4 separate regions of the Mus musculus genome follow, and all the other regions are linked to region 1. Evidence: chromatin contacts called from public Hi-C and HiChIP or PLAC-seq data. All regions are on one chromosome and are shown on one strand. The core of a region is the stretch at or near the end of the contact, and the rest is flanking DNA. Distances in the headings are between cores, read along the strand shown. Region 1 overlaps Tmem108 (transmembrane protein 108). Region 2 overlaps Gm29154 (predicted gene 29154). Region 3 has its middle 33 kb from the start of Gm32797. Region 4 has its middle 77 kb from the start of Gm32797.

Evidence for each region. A called contact is a pair of places that touch in the nucleus more often than the background predicts. HiChIP or PLAC-seq counts read pairs in DNA pulled down with a chosen protein or histone mark.
Region 2: a contact with region 1 is called in a Hi-C map of the N1E-115 cell line, with 3 times the contacts expected there. The contact joins two enhancer-like sites. A contact is called at or near these places in 6 of 39 promoter capture datasets (cranial neural crest, hippocampal neurons, liver and 2 more), 2 of 15 datasets of contacts at CTCF or cohesin (embryonic stem cells and large pre-B cells), 2 of 484 Hi-C or Micro-C datasets (the N1E-115 cell line and embryonic stem cells), 3 of 115 datasets of contacts at active chromatin or transcription factors (embryonic basal ganglia, kidney and large pre-B cells) and 1 of 9 other capture datasets (embryonic stem cells).
Region 3: an H3K27ac HiChIP or PLAC-seq map of heart atrium shows a contact between it and region 1, with 10 times the contacts expected there. The contact joins two enhancer-like sites. A contact is called at or near these places in 6 of 39 promoter capture datasets (cranial neural crest, hippocampal neurons, liver and 3 more), 1 of 15 datasets of contacts at CTCF or cohesin (large pre-B cells), 2 of 484 Hi-C or Micro-C datasets (embryonic stem cells and uterus), 4 of 115 datasets of contacts at active chromatin or transcription factors (astrocytes, embryonic stem cells, heart atrium and 1 more) and 1 of 9 other capture datasets (embryonic stem cells).
Region 4: a Hi-C map of cerebellar granule neurons shows a contact between it and region 1, with 1.9 times the contacts expected there. The contact joins two enhancer-like sites. A contact is called at or near these places in 6 of 39 promoter capture datasets (cranial neural crest, embryonic stem cells, hippocampal neurons and 3 more), 2 of 15 datasets of contacts at CTCF or cohesin (embryonic stem cells and pro-B cells), 11 of 484 Hi-C or Micro-C datasets (brain, cerebellar granule neurons, cerebellum and 6 more), 2 of 115 datasets of contacts at active chromatin or transcription factors (astrocytes and kidney) and 1 of 9 other capture datasets (embryonic stem cells).

What each region holds. Positions count from the first base shown.
Region 1 is chr9:103,493,044-103,496,308 of GRCm38.p6, reverse strand. All of the region lies in intron 4 of Tmem108 (transmembrane protein 108), which reads left to right. It overlaps Gm16252 (a long non-coding RNA gene), which reads right to left. Exons shown (of 7, transcript XR_003948081.1): 4 at 414-3,265. Among named protein-coding and RNA genes, the nearest start is that of Bfsp2, 14 kb to the right of the region's middle. Within about 2 kb of position 1,783, at least 46 of the 459 cell types and tissues checked have an H3K27ac peak or open chromatin away from gene starts, as enhancers often do. A contact at or near this core is called in the N1E-115 cell line, cerebellar granule neurons, cerebellum and 2 more, where this site is marked.
Region 2 is chr9:103,940,212-103,943,476 of GRCm38.p6, reverse strand. All of the region lies in intron 3 of Gm29154 (predicted gene 29154), which reads left to right. Among named protein-coding and RNA genes, the nearest start is that of Gm32797, 3.1 kb to the left of the region's middle. Within about 2 kb of position 1,741, at least 11 of the 459 cell types and tissues checked have an H3K27ac peak or open chromatin away from gene starts, as enhancers often do. A contact at or near this core is called in the N1E-115 cell line, where this site is marked.
Region 3 is chr9:103,909,969-103,913,233 of GRCm38.p6, reverse strand. No RefSeq gene overlaps it. Among named protein-coding and RNA genes, the nearest start is that of Gm32797, 33 kb to the left of the region's middle. Within about 2 kb of position 1,668, at least 4 of the 459 cell types and tissues checked have an H3K27ac peak or open chromatin away from gene starts, as enhancers often do. A contact at or near this core is called in heart atrium, where this site is marked.
Region 4 is chr9:103,866,032-103,869,296 of GRCm38.p6, reverse strand. No RefSeq gene overlaps it. Among named protein-coding and RNA genes, the nearest start is that of Gm32797, 77 kb to the left of the region's middle. Within about 2 kb of position 1,681, at least 9 of the 459 cell types and tissues checked have an H3K27ac peak or open chromatin away from gene starts, as enhancers often do. A contact at or near this core is called in cerebellar granule neurons, cerebellum and cortical neurons, where this site is marked.

The sequences.
Region 1 (3,265 bases), core at 534-3,033:
CTGTCTTTTCATGGTGCAAACAAAACCTATGGCCGCATCCCTAGATCACAAGATCCAGGAGCTCAGAGCCAGGCTAGAATGAATGTTTTCTTTGATCATTAGCTTGTCCCAAGCCTATTTTTCTCTTCCAAGTACCACTACATGCTTGTGACACAGGAAAGCTTGCTGTGTTCCTTGTCTAACTTATGCAGCCCTCACTACTCTACAAGGAGAAGGCAGGTTCTATTCTTAATTCTAACTTTATTATATCTCTCTGCCATAACTTAACCTTAAACCATCTCCTTAAACATTCTATCAACTACCGTAACTTCCTAAAACTATTTAAATCAAATCAGGAATTCTATGAAATCATTAATCCATTTAAATGATATTTTACAAAAGTTCATCTTCATATTTATGTGCAGGAAACTTACTCAGTAGAGTGGGCTGTCTCTCAAGAAGCAATGACAGCAGACTCTATAGGTAGAGAGGGTCTCCCCACACCCACTCACACCTTGCTAGATTCAGAAAGAACCGCAACATCAAGGAGCAATCCAGAGACAAACCCCCTGGGGCTGTGCCTCTCCTAGGTACATCCATCTCAGCTGTGCATAGTGGACCATAGGCTGTGATCCCTGCTTCTGAAATAGGAAGGAGATTGAAAAAACTTAGCACGTATTAGTAAGCAAATTATTAACAGTCACACGTGAGAAGTAGCTGCTTTCTAATCTCCCATGCGTGTCGCCCTCGATTATAGTTGGGACGCCCTCGATTATAGTTGGGATCCCAGGATTGTCTTATCATTCTGTTCCTACACTTGCTAAAGAAAATAAACACATAAATAGACACACAGTACCGAGGTGTCAGGAGACTCTGGTCATCACCCGCACCGTTGAGTTAGAAAACTGACGTCAGTCAAGGCAGGGCAGACACAGCCTAGAACTACTCCCCAAGGACAAGTCGAAGCTGTAAGAGGAGCCTTCAGGTGCTGGGGGGCAGGGGTAGTACACTCTCTCTAAAGATCTAATTGTGTCCACACTGGCCTTTTATAGCCCAAGGGGACAACAGAGTCCACTTCCTTTATGTTTCTACCTGGGTCCTGACTACCCCCACATCAAATCTGTGTCCTTGGTCACAGACATAGCCCCTATGGGTCATCCTTGGCCATTATACTTAAATATACAGGAAATACTTAAATCAGTATTTAGATCAGTCTGGTCTCGGGACCCTAGGTGTTGTTTGGACTGTTTCCATAGTCCTGCTCCATCTAATGACCAGACCAGCTGGGCTCTCCCAGGTCCGAAGGCTCATGTTTCAACCTTCCCTGCTGTCTGTGTACCCCAGAGCACCTCTGCAGACCTTACAGCAGACTCTCCATCCTCTGCCAGGCAGACAGACTGGTACCAAAGTGCAGGTGTAGAATTTATCACCGCTGGCGAAGGGGCTGGGAGAGAAGCCAGGTTTCAGAGAGCAGCAGAGGCTTGCCCCGTGCTATGCTTTCTCCAGCTCATGATTCCCCTGGTTCTAATGAGGGAGAGAGGAGTATATTGAACTCAAAGCCTGCACAGCAATGGAGGGTCAGCAGCTCACCTGCCTTCCACGTCACAAACCCTCCCAATAGCTGGAAGGGCATCAGTGTACAAGGGCTGAGGAGTGGTTAGTCTCCTGAGCCCTGCCAGATACTTGCTGCCAACTCTGCTTCAGAAGAGAACTAAAATTGACTGGCTCCAGGCCACTAGGAGCGAGGGCCAGGAGCCATGTGGCTGCTGCGCTGGTCTCTGCTGCCACCATCAGGATGCACAGGTCCTGCTGCCTCCTCTTAAGCCTCGGGCCTGCCAGTGGTCATTACTCACCAGTGTGTGCTCTGGGTTTTCACAGAACCATGTGGAGGCTCTGCTGAGCTCCCTTGGCCTGTCTCACACTGTGGGGTGTTTTCTCCCAGCCTCATCTGGGAGAAGATGGAGCTTTAGGGAGGGTTAGATAAGGAAACCAGAGCAGAGACAGATGTGCTGCATCACCAGTGCAAGTTCAGCCTGATAGGACAGAGGAGAGCCACTCCCTGGCCTTGATACTCGCCCCAGAGCAAGGTTTTCTCCAGGCTCTGGACCATTAATTCAATATTCCAAGGGGTGTTTTAGGACCCATAATTCTTAGCTCTGCTCATTGTCCAGTGAATGTTAACCATGAATACAAGCATAAACATGTGCCTGTATATGCAGAGTGTGTGTATGTGTGTGTGTGTGTGTAGGACTTACATGGCTTTTTAATTACCACATAAGAAAACCTGGGTTAATTGCATACACTAGCAAGATTTTGCTGAAAGGACCCAGATATAGCTGTCTCTTGTGAGACTATGCCGGGGCCTAGCAAACACAGAAGTGGATGCTCACAGTCAGCTATTGGATGGATCACAGGGCCCCCAATGGAGGAGCTAGAGAAAGTATCCAAGGAGCTAAAGGGATCTGCAACCCTATAGGTGGAACAACATTATGAACTAACCAGTACCCCGGAGCTCTTGACTCTAGCTGCATATGTATCAAAAGATGGCCTAGTCGGCCATCACTGGAAAGAGAGGCCCATTGGACTTGCAAACTTTATATGCCCCAGTACAGGGGAACGCCAGGGCCAAAAAGTGGGGGTGGGTGGGTGGGAGGGTATGGGGGACTTTTGGGATAGCATTGGAAATGTAAATGAGGAAAATACGTAATTTTAAAAAAAGAAAAAGAAATAAATGATGTGATTATTCAGGAAAAAAAAAAGAAAGAAAACCTGGGTTAGACTGGTTCTTACTATGAAGCAGAAAAAGATTGTCGCAAAAGGAAGTGTAGTTAGGTGGGTAGTCTCTTTGGAATTATGGACCAATGGGAGGAGGTGGTGGGGAGAAGGCAGGACTCTCCTTAAATTGTCACTCTGGCCATGACCCACTCAAGCTAAACTATAGCTATCTCTGGACTGTAAGGTAGTATCCCCCTGCTAGACTTCTAACCCCCACATGCTAAGGTGAGGAGCTGGGCACTAAACCCTCTTAGTTGTGGCCTTATAACCAGGACATAAGAGCTGAAAACTACCCAGTCCCTGTCTTCTGTCAGTTTAATCCTTTATGGAGTGCCCTGAAGTGCTAAAACCAGCTTGTGGAATCAAACACGCCTGCCCACAACCCAGCCCTGGCCGCCCTTGACTGTGAACTTCGCCAGCGGTCCTCCGCTTCCTCTTCTCTGGGATGAGAGAGACGTCTGCTGTGTGAGTTCAGGTCCTTCAAAGGGCAGATGCCAAGATGGAATCAGGC
Region 2 (3,265 bases), core at 492-2,991, 450 kb before region 1:
CCTTCCATGTTGATTGCTAATCAAAGAAATGCCCCACAGACTTACTTATAGGCAATCTGATGTAGGCATCTTCTCAATTGAGGTTTCCTCTTCCCAGATGACCCCAGCCTGTGTCAAGTTACTGTAAAAAACTAGCCAGGACAGTCACACTAAAGTCTGGCCTGTGTGTCCCTAGGGTAACAACTACTCTCATCTCACCCTTTATCTGTTGGTTCTGAGGTCAAGACAGCACCACCAAGCAAAGAACTGGGTGAGAACGAGCCAAAGCCCTCGTGTGTCCTTCCTCTTTAAGATTAGGACCTGTACTGCCTGTTCCAGTGTCTCAAAACTGTAGTCATGCTTGGTCCAGTTTAGGACCTGTGCTGAGTAGGGTAATACACTCAGTGACAGTTTTCATGGAACAGTTTGGGTCTTTCTCTCATTTACAAATACACCTATAGAATACGCGCACACACAAATGCGATCTCTCTCTCTCTCTCTCTCTCTCTCTCTCTCTCTCTCTCTCTCTCTCATACACACACACACACACACACACACACACACACACACAGATTTCAAGAATCTGTATGTGTGTAGGAAGCATACATTAGCCTTATCAATACAACCAGCCATTTCATGTAATAGCTCCCCAGTGATCAAGCACCCATGTTTTTTCCTGCCTTTCCCCTTTCATGTGTGTGTCCGTATTTAAACCCTAGTCCTTATCTACTTTTCTAAAGAGGTTGTCACTGTTTCGGGCAAGCCATTCCCATACACACAGCTGTTTCTCAGGCAGCTAGACTACATATGTCTGCCCCGCCCTCTTAATAAATATAACATAGGGTATATTTATATCTCCTACATTCAGAGTGGGTCTTCTGTCCTTAGGTATCTTTAGGGACGCACTCTCTCGGACATGCCCAGAGGTGCATCTCTGGTGGGGATTCTCAACCCAGACAATTCGCTTCAGCATTAACGAATTCCAGGGCTCGCCTTAGAGTCAGAGCTCTGGGAGGGTCAGTGAGGTGCTTTTCTAGATTAATTTAACTGAGAGGAGAAGATTACTCTCAACTGGGGTAGTGCCATTCCGTGGGCCCATGGGTCCTTTACTGCATAAAAAGTTGAATACCAGCATTTATCCCTCCCTGCCTCTTGACTGTGGGTATGATGTCACCAGCTGCTTTAAGTTCACCATGCCCTCCCACTTCCATAAAATGGGGCCTTGAGCCATGAGCCCAAACAAAACTTTCTTCCATTAAGTTGCTTCTCCTCGGGTTTTTGTCACAGCAACAAGGTGAGTAACTGTTAGATCCTCTTTGTGGCTGTGTCACGCTCTCCTTCCTTACTCTTCCTTGCTGTCTTTTATTTTAATTTTAAAGACTACATTTATTTGTGTGTGTGCACGCATGCGCAGCATGTGTGCACACACCACACACACACATCTGAGCCGCGCGTGTGCGCGCACACACACACAGGTTAGATGACAACTTTTAGGAGTTGGTTTTTGCTCCTTAGGATGGAACTCAGGTCATCAGACACGGAGGCAGTGCCTTTACCTGCTGAGCCATCTGTCTCATGGGTGCTGTTGCGGAGGAGTTCGTTATCCTTGGTAGTGCCTTCGCTCTCCTTCCTTCTTTTTCACTCACCCTGTCCACGCTGCCATCCACAGTATTTCCAGTTGCAACTGCTCTCTATTACCCATCTATCCCTACCGTCCTGACAGTGCTTCCGTAGGCTGTTCAGTAGCTGATGTATTCGTAGTGTTCCGCTCCTCTAAGAGTTCTTCCTTACGTCACAGCCCATAGGGAAGGCGTACACGCCCCACAGAAGCTGCAAGCACAGATCTTATCTGTGAACTTGTGAAGACATTGCTAAATGGCTATGGCATCCTTTTCCACCAAGGCGCCTCAGGATATTACTCATTTGCCGTGAGTAACTGCTCCAGGCTGGATGACTAGTCAATTCGACAGAACCCAATTCCTTCTCTAGCTAATTCCGTGGCCTTGCTCATAATTACAGCTTAATCCTTTGCTCATTTGCAGGGACTTTCACGCATAGATTGCTGAAGTGTTTTCCACCAAGGGCCGCTTTTCATTCAGGAGAGGCTGTGAAGGCAGAGACTAGGGGGCTGTGGTGCTCTGCCCTTACAGCGGAGAGACAGACAACGTAGCACAGAGCTGCTAGGGTAACCAATGTGCTCTTGCCTAAGGGGCCAGGTTGTCACACCCATTTTATTTTCCTCTCAGGGGTCCCTCTGGGAGACCTTGTTATTTCTGTGGTTCAGAATTGCAGATGGGTAAAAGGCTGTAGCAACTGCGCGGAATGGCCATGCTCTGGAGTCTCTCGGGTCAAGACGAGGATGTGTTCACATGTCACAGCCCATTTCGTTACTGTGGCGGACTTCTCAGCAGGCATGACTGAAATCTCTCCCCTGGGAATAGCAGGTGTCTCCAACAAATAGCCGCATCAAAGTCACAGAGATCTAAGTCTTATGTTCCAAAGTCCATTTGGGAAGCCACAGAGACGCCAAAGCGTCTCTGAACACAAGATCAGTGTCACCTGTTAATCTATCTGCTAATTTTCTTAGGTTGTACTGTCCAGTGCAGTTGCCATCCGTCCTGTGAAGCTACGTCAACATGAAACTAAATTAAATTAAAATGAAATGAAATTAAAAATTTAGTTCTTCAGTCATGTTAGCCACATTTCAAGTGTTCTATCTACACTGGCTATGTGTCTGGCCGAGTGGCTCCCATGTCATATGTGGAACACTGCAGTAGGCCTGTGTCTGAGCCAAGGTGCTCTGGGCAGTGTCTGTTGTGTGTTTGGAACCCAAACTGCAGAGACATCCAAATACACACGGTGGCTGAGTGGTACAGAGAGAGGCACATTGGGTTGGTTGCTGTTGGATTTTAAATTAATTTCCGGTCATTTTGTCAACCATTTGGCAACATTCAGTTCTGTGACCCTCACCTGGTCATTGTGGCCTACACGTTTAGAGGCTATGATTCATATCATACAACTTTTATGTTGCTCTCAGCCAAATAAATGCTTTTCTCCTTAAGGCTCTTTGTTTAATGTGTCCTCTGAGGAGAGCATCAGGGGACTGTTTATGTGTTGTAGTCAGAGGCTGGTGTGGTAAGCAAGAGTGTGCTGTTTATTTTCTGTTGTTTCTGTAGCTAGTATCTTCCACGATCCACGTGAACTCTCTTTTGCATGCGTTTGCATGGTCGGGTGATTTGCAGTTGCCTCAATATGAAAGAGGTAGAGAACTCAGTCATTCAAGAGA
Region 3 (3,265 bases), core at 419-2,918, 420 kb before region 1:
GACAATCCGAAGCAGCCCCATAGTCCACACCTGCGATTACAATGAGAGCAGAGTCCTATAATATTCCTGTGTTTTTAATAAAACCAAAATTCCCAAATCGTCGCTACAGACCATGGCCTGGGAACACAGGTTCAAGTGGCTCAAAGGACGTGTTACAACACGGAAGTGGTTTCATGAACTTTCTGCAGTTGGAGTATCAATGGAAAGTCATAAACCAGGGCATGTTTATTTATTTATTTATTTACATCCTGAATGCTGCCCCTCCCAGCCCCCCTCTTAGGTTCCTCCCCATATCCCCCCTTCCCTTCATCTCTGAGAGGGTGGCCCCCCTCCCTGGAAATACCATAGTGGGGACATCAGGCAGGTGGTAGAGCAAAGCAAGGGAAGTCCCACTCTGGGTTTTAGATGCTGTGTGATTGACAGCCACAGCTTTTGGATGGGTGGGAGCTAGGGGTCTGCTAAGAATACATTCCAAAGGTTTTTACCTGAGAGTCCAGAGGAAGTTAAATCAGACACAGAGGTGAACAGCGAATGGCCCAAGATAATGAGTGTCTGGATCCACAACATTCCAACTCTCTACAATGAGTAGGTTCTGATCAGTCCTTATAGAACCTTCACCATGGGTGTGGCTTTCCCCCCTGGGAACTTCACCCCACAGTTCAAATGTAATCATTACAGCAGAGGAATGAAACAACCATGTGGATACAGCACTGGCAGCGTTTGTTTCAAGTTCTAACACCACTGTTTATTTTTCAGAAAGGATCAGCATAGCGTGGTGGTTAAAAAGCAGGGATGGAAGGCAAAAAGCCTAGCCTTTAGTCTCAGCTCCTACCAGCTACTGCTGTGTGACTTTGGTCAAGTTCCTTAACCTCTCTGGGTTTCCAGTACAACTTGTAATTAAAGAAGATACTAATGCCCACCTCTTAGGGTTGCTGTAAGCATCAAATGAGTTATAGCAACTTTGATAATTCATTTGAGCAAAAATGGAAATTTAATATTTAATACATTTCAAATGCAAACACATATAAACCTACTTCTAAAGTGAAATGAAAATATTAATCTATAGAATAGTCATTAAGCAAAAATTATTCTTTTATGAATTATTTGAAGATAAAATTGATAGAAATAAAATATTGTAATAGACAATTTAGAACTAGATAAAATTGACTAAAACTGAACTAATAGTGGAAAATTAAATGTGAAATAGTTTTTGATCTTTTAAGAATGCTGTGGGCTTTAAAAGCCCCGAAATGATAATAATGTCATTTTCTTTGAAACTCCAGTCATTGAAACGCTTGTCCTTGAGTGGCAAGATGGGAGTAGAAAGTAATGCTGTATTCTTTTTAATTCTTCTCACTTATCCCATCTCTTGATTGACAACATTCAGCAGCTCCTCCCATAGAGATGCAGAACCCCACCCCCCCTAGCAGATCTCTCTTAGAAGGATCCTAAGCTAGAATCTGGCTCTATCTTCTTCCCAGTATGTTGCTGTCAAACTTTGGTTTCTTGTGGATTCCATTGCAGGGTCTCCCATAGTGTGGAACCTTCTGCCTCCCTAGTCTACTGTGGTAGAAGAAGTTTGCCCAGTCATTTCTCTGGGCCAAATGCAGCTAGCCTGCCTGTCTTCACAAATAAAGTTTTACTGGAACCCATCCAAATTCCCTCATTTGCATATCATCTATTGCTATTCTTGCAATGAAGTGGCAGAAGTGAATAGCAGCAGCAGAGACTAGTTCTCCTGCCCTGTCAAAAATAAACGCCAGCACTCTCAGAGCCATTAAGGAAAATGTTTGGGTATTACTAGGCCTCAGATCTGGATTTCTAGGGGACACTGAGATGGATTGTGATGGCTCAGCGGTTAAGAGCACTGACTGCTCTTCCAGAGGTCCTGAGTTCAATTTCCAGCAACCACATGGTATGGGATCAACCATTTGTAATGGGATTGATGCCCTCTTCTGGTGTGTCTGAAGAGATTGACAGTGTACTCACATACATAAAATAGATCTTTTTTTTTTTTTAAGGTCACTAGAAGAGTTATAAATGTCATGGACAGACAGACAAATAGAGATGACTTCAAAAATTGAACGTAGTAATGGCAATCTCTCATTTAAAAATTAAGCTTCATGTTGGATACCTTTTCCTGGGGGAGGTCAGAGGGCAACTCTTGGAAGTTGGCTCTCTCTATCCACCGTGTGGATCATGGGATTGGACTCAGATTGTTGAGCTCTGTGGCAAGTGTCTCGACCTACTGGGCGATTCTGCCTATCTCCTTTCATGAAGTAATAATCTTCATGATTTTGAGGGCCTATGATAACAGCCACAATGGTAAAGATGGTTGCGTTGTCATACTCAGATGACAGCACTCCACAGCATCCCATGAAGACAAAGTGATGTCTATTATTCTCACTATCATTCCTGTCTATTATTCTCACTATCATTCCCAGAATTTGATACTGGCACCCAATAGACAATACTGGCACACAGTAGGTGCTAAATAAATGAATGCTGGTTAAATGATTCTACTATCTAAAATAAATTGGGAGCACATGGTACCTGTGGGTTGATATCTCCATTTTTATATATGACTGGAGAAAATATTCTCTATAATGACTAGACCCCTGGATGTGCCAAACAAGTGACAGAAATGGTGTGAAACCCTCCACATCTCCTTTCCAGAACCCTACAGAGCCTCTTTCCCCAGGGAGCGGGCTTATAAATGTACAGCATCAGTAGGGCATGCACTCTCTCTGGAGCACATTCTTAGGAAGAGAATGCTTTACGCTGGTGAAGCCATTTCCCCCAGTTCCTGGCTCCCGAGTCTTACCAGCAGGCTGCATTTTTGTAAGCCCTTGCCAATCATGTGTCTTTCAGAGAAGTCAGCATCCTTACTGGAGAGTATGCTGAGCTTTCATTCGTTTGCTTGTTTAACCATCTCTGTGCCTTGGAATTACTGGGAAAAACCAATAAACCATGAGGAGTGGGCTGTAGCCTCAGAGGGTCCGGTTTAATTGGACTAGGTATTGCTGTTAAAGTTTGCTCAGGTGATTCTAATATGCAGCCAGCCCAGCAGTGAGACTGTTAGTTAAGTGAGAGACCGGGAGAGACTGTGTCTGTATCTGTGTGCACATATTACAGGGGTGGGTGGCTTTTACACATGTGTGGAAAGGCCAGAAGTTGAAATTGAATATCTTTCACTAATACTGTCACACCTTGTCTTCATTGAATCCAGAGCTCACCGATTGGCTGGACTGGCTGGCCAGGGAGC
Region 4 (3,265 bases), core at 432-2,931, 370 kb before region 1:
TCTGCTGCTCAGGTGCATGTCCAATGATCTCTTTATAATTTATTTACAAAATGTAAGTTCAGGGCTGGAGAGGTGGCTCAGCAGGTAAGAGGGTGTACTATCTTTGCAGAGGACCCAGGCTCAGCTCCCATTAGCAACACTGTAATGGCTCACAATCACTTGTAACTCAAAACTCTAGGGCATCCTCTGGCTTCTACAGATATCTACAGTCATCTGCATATACCCACACACACATTTACATAATGAAAAATGAGGTAAATCTTTTAAAGATGTTTTCAGGGGTCAAATTGTCAAGAGATCCAAGATGGCTTTAGTAGTGAGAAGCATAGGTCCCACTAAAGTGCCGAGCCTTCTGCTACTATGAAAGTGCTCCACAAAGACCGATCTAATCCAAAAGTCCAGGAGTAACGGAGTTGACGGGACAGAGACTTGCCACTGTTGCGTATTAGTGACAAATTCTTAACATGGCATGAAGTTGACTTGATTTGGGAGGTAAGAGAAAAATATAACAACTAAACTGGTGTCATGTTATCCTTGCTAGGGTGAAATTTATAAGAAATGAATCATAGGGACTACTTAAGGGTCTAAGAATTTAGAAAATACTAAGAGCTGCTTTCTTTCCCAGTCATCTATGGAGCCTTGGACAGACTTCTGATTGTTGCTTCCATAATGTCTTCTTTCTGTGTAGCTCCAACAAAATAACACAAGATAAAGATTCCATAGACAGAATACACACCCCCTCATACACACACTAATGCACATGCATTTACATATGTAAACACACACACCACAATATGCGTTCATACACTCGCACCTGCACACACCAAGCACACACATGCACGCACACACGCACACACATACAAACATGCACACATACACATACCACTTACAAACATCACACACATGCACCCACCCACAACACATACAAGTATGTACACATACATACATAACACACACATACAAGTACACATTAGTGCGCGTGCACACAATATGTCATGGTTTCATTCAGACCCTTCAACCTTGGAAGATTTCTCAAGGCAATAAAGGTTGATTGGTTGTCCTGAATAGCTTGAGTGCTCACAGGGGCATTTTTGAAGAAGAAAACATCACCCAGGCTAGCTAGAAAAAGAAAAGAAAAAAGAAGAAAACGTTTGTAATTCTACATTCCACAAGAAATACATCAGTGCAGGGAACTACATTTAGGACAGCAGCCTCAGCGCCTGATTGCCTGAAATGGCAGGTGGCGAAAGGCAGCTACGAATGCCCAGACGAATTTTTTTCTATTATTCTGCAGTGTAAGCCAACTGAATGGGGCCCAAATTTTACACAGCTGAAACTGAGCTCTGGCTGTCCAGGCAGCTTAATTGGAGTGGGCCAAACACTTTGCATCAGCTCTCTGAATTCCCAGAAATGAACATATTCAAGGAAATAAAACCTTTGTGCACAAACCCAAACCCTCAGCCCTATCACACAAATGGGACGCCTATAGGCTTTGATGGGGTCTTTGTGAAGTAATATGGAAGTTAAGAATTAAACATGCGTGTTTTACTGTTTTATAGGCCCCCAAACCTGATTAATTGGTAAAGCGTTGGCTGATGGTGCCATGTTGCTATTCATCTGTTCTATGATGCTTACATTTCGGGTTGCCAACTGGAAAGAAGCAATTTCCAAGAAGAGAATGTTTGCTCCAAGGTATAATGGGTTTATCATAAGGGAGAGAATTGCAGGAGAAATTGAAGGCAATAGGGGGCTCAAGGCTTGGAAAGGCAGCCAAGGAAGGGAGCCAGAAGCAGAGTGAGTGTTGCATAAATATTCATGCATTATGGCAGGCTAATAATAACAATTGCTGAAATATTTCTTAGACATTACCTTACATAGGGTGAAATTAAGATAGATTTCAGTTAAGTTGATATTCCCTTCAAATGGCCTATTTTTTTTAGGGCGTGCATACATATATGTGGTAAAGCCAGTAATTTGATTACCGAAAGTAACTGAGATGCAAGCTCTCAAGTCTCGCCTTCCCCGGTGTGATCCATGAATAACACGAGTTGTGAATCACGCCTAAGGCTCCTACAATGGCCGCACCAAGTAATAACATGTCAACTGTAACTTGGGTTTTTATGGCAGATTTTTATAGCAAAGAGTAAGATAATCGGATTTATCAAATTGACAGTGACATCATCGACTGCGTTACTTGAAATGCAAATGTTGCCACTGTAACTCATGTGCATCTTGCTCAGGGTTCTTTGGTCTTGCTATTAGAAGCACTGTTCATCTGTATTATTTGTTCTGGTTTAGTTAAATCTGAAGGATGATGACAGTGTCCAGCCTAAAAATAGTCTCAGTTGAAAGGATGTTATACGACCAGGCCAAACTGGGGTTTTCATAAGGTCTAGTTCATGCTTAAATGGTTTGTTAATTGTAAGTATGTATAACTTATATATGTGAGGGGAGAGGGAGAAGAAAAAGGAAGGTGAGGAGAGATGAGAAAAAGGAAAATGGCATTAAGACCAGTCATGTCTGGTTGTTGCAACCAAAGTCATCTCAGAGACTGTGTGGTGCCATCTTCCCTTGTTGGATCCATTGTCATAAGGGACAGCAAAGGGGAGTCGACCGTGTGAGTCTATAAGATTAGGAAGCACTTGAAATACTTATGACAATTCATCAGCCATCACCTGATAACGAGTTTATCAGCATATAATGATAGGAAGTTTTAGACAATTGTTTGTGTTGTACCTTGTCCTTTGGAGCAAGGTGGTGTGAATAGACAAAGAACATCATAAAAGGAGAGTGCCAGACAGGTGCTGTCAGGGCACATGGAAGAAGCGCCATGCCAATAAACTAAACCCTGGCAGACTACAAAGACTTAAGTGGAAATGGAGAGAGGTGCGTGGTTGCGTGGCTCTGGGCTCTGCTGCTTCCAGGATAGACTTGTGCTCGCTGAGTGTGACAAATGCCACGGTGTCATGTCACTCTATTCCTTTGAGGTCCTACCTTTCCAGCCATATCTCAGATCCAGTGGCAGAGTGAGACGGGAGCAGGAGCAAAAAGTCCTGGTGACCTCAGCCTGACATGAGGCAATCCTGGTGGCTAGAGGGTGTACCAGAGCTCCTCAATGGATGGTACAAGGCTTTGCCAAGCCAACCTTACAGTCAACCTTTCCCTCTGCCCCCCACTTCTATTCACAGGCTAATTCCAAAGAAACAAACTATCCCTCAAATTGCTTCAGCAGCTGCCCCAACAGAGCAACTTGGTAGAGAGATAC